Linked DNA regions of Xenopus tropicalis: region 1 is linked to region 2. Evidence: chromatin contacts called from public Hi-C data. All regions are on one chromosome and are shown on one strand. Each heading gives the region's core, a stretch centred on a gene start, on an enhancer-like site or on the middle of the called end of the contact. The rest is flanking DNA. Distances are from core to core; before and after follow the strand shown.

Evidence for each region. A called contact is a pair of places that touch in the nucleus more often than the background predicts.
Region 1: a contact with region 2 is called in a Hi-C map of brain, with 4 times the contacts expected there. The contact joins the enhancer-like site here to the promoter of LOC108647649 in region 2. A contact is called at or near these places in 2 of 5 Hi-C or Micro-C datasets (brain and gastrula embryo).

What each region holds. Positions count from the first base shown.
Region 1 is chr5:20,775,629-20,778,724 of UCB_Xtro_10.0, reverse strand. The region is part of intron 6 of msh2 (DNA mismatch repair protein Msh2); the gene reads right to left. Among named protein-coding and RNA genes, the nearest start is that of msh2, 16 kb to the right of the region's middle. Within about 2 kb of position 1,269, at least 5 of the 11 cell types and tissues checked have an H3K27ac peak or open chromatin away from gene starts, as enhancers often do. A contact at or near this core is called in gastrula embryo, where this site is marked.
Region 2 is chr5:20,639,511-20,642,758 of UCB_Xtro_10.0, reverse strand. It overlaps LOC108647649 (fibrillin-1-like), which reads left to right and starts at 1,776. Exons shown (of 3, transcript XM_031902256.1): 1 at 1,776-3,248. The coding sequence starts at 1,826.

The DNA.
Region 1 (3,096 bases), core at 20-2,519, 140 kb before region 2:
GCTTACCGGCAGCGCTCGGAACTGCTACAAACCCCAAACTCATCATACAAGGATCGATACTGGACGTTTTGCCACTTTTTGTACCCCGGACTTAAGGCCTAAATTCCTAACATTTCCCTTCCTTGGTAATGTTCACGGGTACAATACAGAACATTGTACAAAACTTACTTTTGGGTTAGTTTTCCTTTAAGGATTAACACATACATAACTACAGTGGCATCTAGTAGGGCTGTGAAAGACGAGGGGAGATTAGTTGCCGGGCGACTAATCTTCCCCAAATGCCATCCCACCGGCTAGAATGTAAATCGCCGTTGTGATGGCATACGTGGCGCCGAAATTGCCGAAGTTTCCTCTCAAGGTAACTTTGTCGATTTCCGCAAATCACCGCGTTGCGTATGCCATGCCACCGGCGATTTACATTCTCACTGGTGGGATGGCATTTCGGGGAGATTAGTCGCCCGCGACAAGGGAGATTTGTTGCACGGTGACTAATCTCCCCGTCTGACACAGCCCTTAATCATTCACCTTTTACATTCTCAACGCAACTTTCGTCTCTCCCTTCAGCAGTCAGAGGATGCTGCGAGCTGTAGTTCAACTGAATCCTGCAAGCTGCATATTGCTTGTTTGACTTCATGTGCATAGAATTAAGGTGCCCATACACAGGCAGATATAAGCTGCTGATTTGAGTCCTTTAGATCAATTCGGCAGTTTATCTCCCTGTGTATGGGCCCCCTCCCCCAATGGCCCTACTCAACCGATATCTGGGCAAAAATCAGCCAGGTGTCTATCAGGCAGGTTTGACTTTTTTGGTCGGATTGGGGACCACAATGCCTTATTGGTGCGGTCCTCACGCTGACCGATTATATCTTCATCAAATTAGTCCAATATCGCCCACTTTAGGTGGAAAAGATCTATTAGTTTGCCAACCTTGTGAAACAAGCGGATCTCAATGTGTATGGCCACCTTTAATTTAATTTATGCCATACTTCCACGCCTTAGTAAACTTTTAGAAACAGATTTCCACTCTCCTCTAGTACAAATAGGTGATGTTTCCCATAGCAACCAATCAAATCTTTGCTTTTGTTTTCTAGCTTGTAGATGACTGTTCAAATCTAATTGCTAATTTGTTGCTATGGGCAACATCACCGGTGATGTTTGTCAGCTTTAATGCCAAATCTTTACTTGGGAAAAAACATGGTTCCAGGCACTTACTGCCAGCTCACATTATAGGTGATTAGTCTCTTGGACAAGTCACAGACTAAGCACTGCCCCCATCCCTGCCTTTTCTGACTTAATGGAGCCCTGAGGAAACAGGAAGTGGAGGGCCCCATGTTTATAGATGGAAAAACGAGCATGGTGACATTTTTGAGAGGCAGGATTAATAGCTACAGGACTTACAGAGAAAACCCTGTGCTGAGTGAAGGGCATGGGACAAGGAAAAAAAGGAAAGGACTTTCAAGTTTTGTCCAGCAAAACCAACCAGTTCCGCACCAAAACTTGTCAGTACTGCTGACCTTGATCACTGCCTGCGGCTACTAAATGTGACCACCGTTAATCTAAAACCAAGCTGATTCTTATGCCAAAGCTACCAAATGCTATAATATGGTGACTCAAAGTAAGAACAGAAGGGCAGATTCCTGTGCATAAACAGATGGCTAAATTGTACCATTGCAGCAACGGCCAATGGTTTCCCCAAGCAGGGAGTCAGTGTCAGAAAGCAATTACCAAAGCAACCAATCAGACTGCACAAAAAATGTAAAATATGATGTTTGTTGTATGGCCTGCCTGAATGAGTGCTGCCTGGAAATCTGGCCATTAAAGGTGCCCATACACGTGAAGATTCACTCGCTTGGCGAGGTCGCCAAGCGAGCGGACCTTTTCACGATATCCCCACCTACGGGTGGGTGATATCGGGGAAAATGTAGGCTAATTTGATCGTTTGGGGCGGCAATCGGTTTGGGGACCACATCAACGAGCCGATGCGGTCCCTGATCCGACTTAATCTTTTAACCTGCCCAATCGATATCTGCCCAATTTCAGGCCAGATATCGGTTGGGCATGTCCCTTGTTCCTGCCCCTACACGGGCAAATAAGCTGCCAAATCGGTCCAAGGGACCGATATCGGCAGCTACAATCGGCCCTTGTATGGCCACCTTTAGAGACCATAACGTGCCTGAGGTAAGCCTGACTTATGGCAAGTGATATGTGCCAATTTTATACCAGTATCAAGTCCTGTTGTTTGACACTGAGTGCTGTCTACACTAATGTGTAATGGGGACACCTAGAAGTTAGTGGGCTCCAGAAAACCTTTTTAGGCATCTTTTTATAAACACTGTCTGTGTATCAGGACAGCCACACCCTATATTTTAGGGACCTCCACGCGTGGCATGAATACTAATATGGCTCCTGAAAGAGAAACATTATGGCCTCGGCTTGTTTTTACTACAGCTTATGCTAGTCATTTAGCCTCAATACTTAGGATTAAGAGAAAAAATGCAATGTTGAGGACATATTTGAATGTGAAAGCAGACAAATGCCAAACCCCTGTTACAAATTAAATAAGATTTACTGCAATAAAGTTGTAACTTCCCTAGACTTTGCCCCCTTTGTGTTAGAGCTGCAAGGATAGAAGGGTTAGGTACCCGACACTGCTCTAGTGCACAACACGCATTAAAACAAATGAGGTATTGACCATAGTTAAGACAAATGTAATGGAAGAATAAAATAATGATCTTGCTAATTTATCTCTAAACTTTGTGCTGCATCATTCCTAGATTATCCATAATCCCCTCATAAAAAGACAAAAACCCGAGGAAGGGTGGAATAGGCTATAAACATAAGACATGTGCATTAAAGTAGTATAAAGCAGGGTCATTTGGAGAGCTAAGGAAGTGAGAGGCGTGGGGTTATATGATTGTAGGGGACAGTAAATAAAGACCCAGTTCATGTGTGGGGGAATACCAGTGGCTGATAATGAGGCAGTAGTAATGACAAAAGCCTGTAGGTAATTGAGGTGTTGAATTGGAAAAATACCTGAGAGCGAGACTGGGAGTAATTGTGAGCAGTTTCGGAGGGGGGGAACAAAAGTAAATTTAG
Region 2 (3,248 bases), core at 527-3,026:
ATAGCGGTCAAGGTTCCTTCACAGCCAGCTATGGATCTGGGATGAGAACTGACCTGATACCTGCTGTGTCCTGCCCTAAAGGCAACAGTGCCTGTTGGGAAGAGTACTTCCAGCTAATCTTTCCTTGTTGGAGCCATAACTGCTCTTTTTTATCTAATCTCCCTATCTCACTTTCTTAGAAAGTGCTCTTATAGGTATTATCCTAATACTTACTACTCCTCATTCACGGGGTCCCTGTCCCCGACTTCACTAGAGCTATATGCAGACTCTAGGGTAGAAGGCTTTACTGGGGCCCTGTTGATCCCAGGCTCAGTGGTACTTCCACCTGAGTCAGGGCCCTAAGTGGCTGGGCACTGATGTTAGGGCATCTGTAGAAGGTGGGTTGGCTTGCAGTAGGTGTCCAATTCATCCCACAGGCATTCAGTTGAGTTGAGAGGGTTCTGTACAGGCCAATCAAGTTCTGCCATTCTCTAATCTGAAAGTCCATTCTGTATGGACCTAGACAGCCAATTACAGTAATTAGAAGGAGTGTCTGGATTCTTAAAGTGTTCTTAAATGGTCTATAAACCCCAGTACAGGGGTCCTTCTGCTAGGGACCATACTACATCTGTACTTCTGTGTATATAGAAAAAAACAGAACATTGTTGACTGCCAAATTGGCATAAATACAGTGATATACTAGACTAAACAGTAGGGTCTGCTACACAATGGAAATCCAGCTCCTTGTACAGGTATGGGGTCCCTTATCCAGAAACCCGTTATCCAGAAAGTTCTGAATTACAGAAAGGCCATCTCCCATAGACTCCATTATCAGCAAATAATTTTTAAAAATTATTTCCTTTTTCTCTGTAATAATAAAACGGTACCTGTACTTGATCCCAACTAAGATATAATTACCCCTTATTGGGGGCAGAACAGTCCTATTGGGTTTATTTAATGGTTAAATGATTCCCTTTTCTCTGTAATAATAAAACAGTACCTGTACTTGATCCCAACTAAGATATAATTACCCCTTATTGGGGGCAGAACAGCCCTATTGGGCTTATTTAATGGTTAAATGATTCCCTTTTCTCTGTAATAATAAAACAGTACCTGTACTTGATCCCAACTAAGATATAATTACCCCTTATTGGGGGCAGAACAGCCCTATTGGGCTTATTTAATGGTTAAATGATTCCCTTTTCTCTGTAATAATAAAACAGTACCTGTACTTGATCCCAACTAAGATATAATTACCCCTTATTGGGGGCAGAACAGCCCTATTGGGCTTATTTAATGGTTAAATGATTCCCTTTTCTCTGTAATAATAAAACAGTACCTGTACTTGATCCCATCTAAGATATAATTACCCCTTATTGGGGGCACAACAGCCCTATTGGGTTTATTTCATGGTTAAATGATTCCCTTTTCTCTGTAATAATAAAACAGTACCTGTACTTGATCCCATCTAAGATATAATTACCCCTTATTGGGGGCACAACAGCCCTATTGGGTTTATTTCATGGTTAAATGATTCCCTTTTCTCTGTAATAATAAAACAGTACCTGTACTTGATCCCAACTAAGATATAAATAATCCTTAATGGAGGCAAAACAAGCCTATTGGGTTTATTTAATATTTAAATGATTTTTATCAGACTTAAGTTATGGGGATCCAAATTATGGAAAGATCCCTTATCCGGAATATCCTGAGGATTCTGGATAACAGGTCCCCTGTACTAGACTAAATACGCATCTAGGCCCATTCAAACCTCCACCGCTTTTGCTTTTCAGACATTGACAACTGCCGAAGCCAAGGCTTGGTGTGCCACAAAGATGCGGAATGCATGGCCACGGGTGCAGGAGACTACTTCTGTGTTTGCAAAACAGGATTTGATGGAGACGGAACCGTGTGTACCGATATAAATGAATGCGCGGCCTCCTTGCACAAGTGTCACAAGGATAGTGCTTGTGTAAATACAGTTGGAAGCTACAGCTGTGTCTGTAAGTCTGGCTACACAGGCGACGGCTTTGCTTGCACCGATATCAATGAATGCTTGTCAGCCAATGGCGGTTGCCACAAGGATGCATCGTGTGCCAACACTCCTGGGAGTAGGATTTGCACGTGTAACTCCGGATTTACCGGAAATGGCATCACTTGCATGGATAACGATGAATGCACTGCCTCCAGTGTTTGCCACTGGAACGCTTCATGTATCAATACGCCAGGATCCTATTATTGCTCATGCAAGTCTGGGTTTAAGGGGAATGGGTATTATTTATGCTTGGACATAGACGAGTGCACAGAAACCCCAGGAGTTTGCTCCTCAGCATTCGGGTTCTATGGGTGTAAAAACTTGCCCGGTTCCTATCAGTGCACGTGTGCCTCCGGCTACCAGTTTACTGACAACAAGTGTGTCGATGTTGATGAATGTGCTAACAAGGTATGTCACGTCTTCTCCAACTGTACCAACACCCCTGGCTCATACAGCTGTGTCTGCAGGCAAGGATTTAATGGCAACGGTCTGGTCTGCGTGGACATTAACGAGTGCGAAACAAATAATAAGTGCCACATTAAAGCCAACTGCTTTAATCTTCCGGGGAGCTATAACTGTGTGTGCAAACCTGGCTTCACTGGGAATGGCCTTGTCTGCGCTGATATTGATGAATGTGCCCAAGCAAATATCTGCCCAGCAGAGTCCACATGCATCAACTCGGAGGGCTCATTCCGCTGTGAGTGCCCTTTGGGCTTTACAGTGAGTGACTTTAAATGCACCGATATTGACGAATGCAAAAATGGAATCTGCAGTCCGTTTGCCAGTTGCCAGAATTCGCCGGGAAGTTTTACCTGTTCATGCCGGAGTGGCTTTAGTGGAAATGGAACCTCCTGTGTAGATGTTAATGAGTGTATACAGAATAATGGAGGGTGCCACGGAAATGCTATCTGTAACAATACGCAGGGCTCCTATAGTTGCAGCTGTAAAGGAGGGTTTGTGGGGGACGGCATAATACAATGTAAAGATATCGACGAGTGCAGTGAAAACAGCGGCATTTGCCAATATGGTGGCCTGTGCTTAAATACCCCTGGATCTTTTCGGTGCCAGTGTGCCAGTGGGTTTCAGGCCCTTAACAACACTTGCCAAGACATTGATGAGTGTAAGACTGTGAATGGAAATTGCCCACTTAATGCGCTGTGCCAGAACTCCCTCGGGTCCTATTCGTGCCAGTGCAAAGCTGGTTTTAGTGGCATTAATAGCTGCAGTGACATTG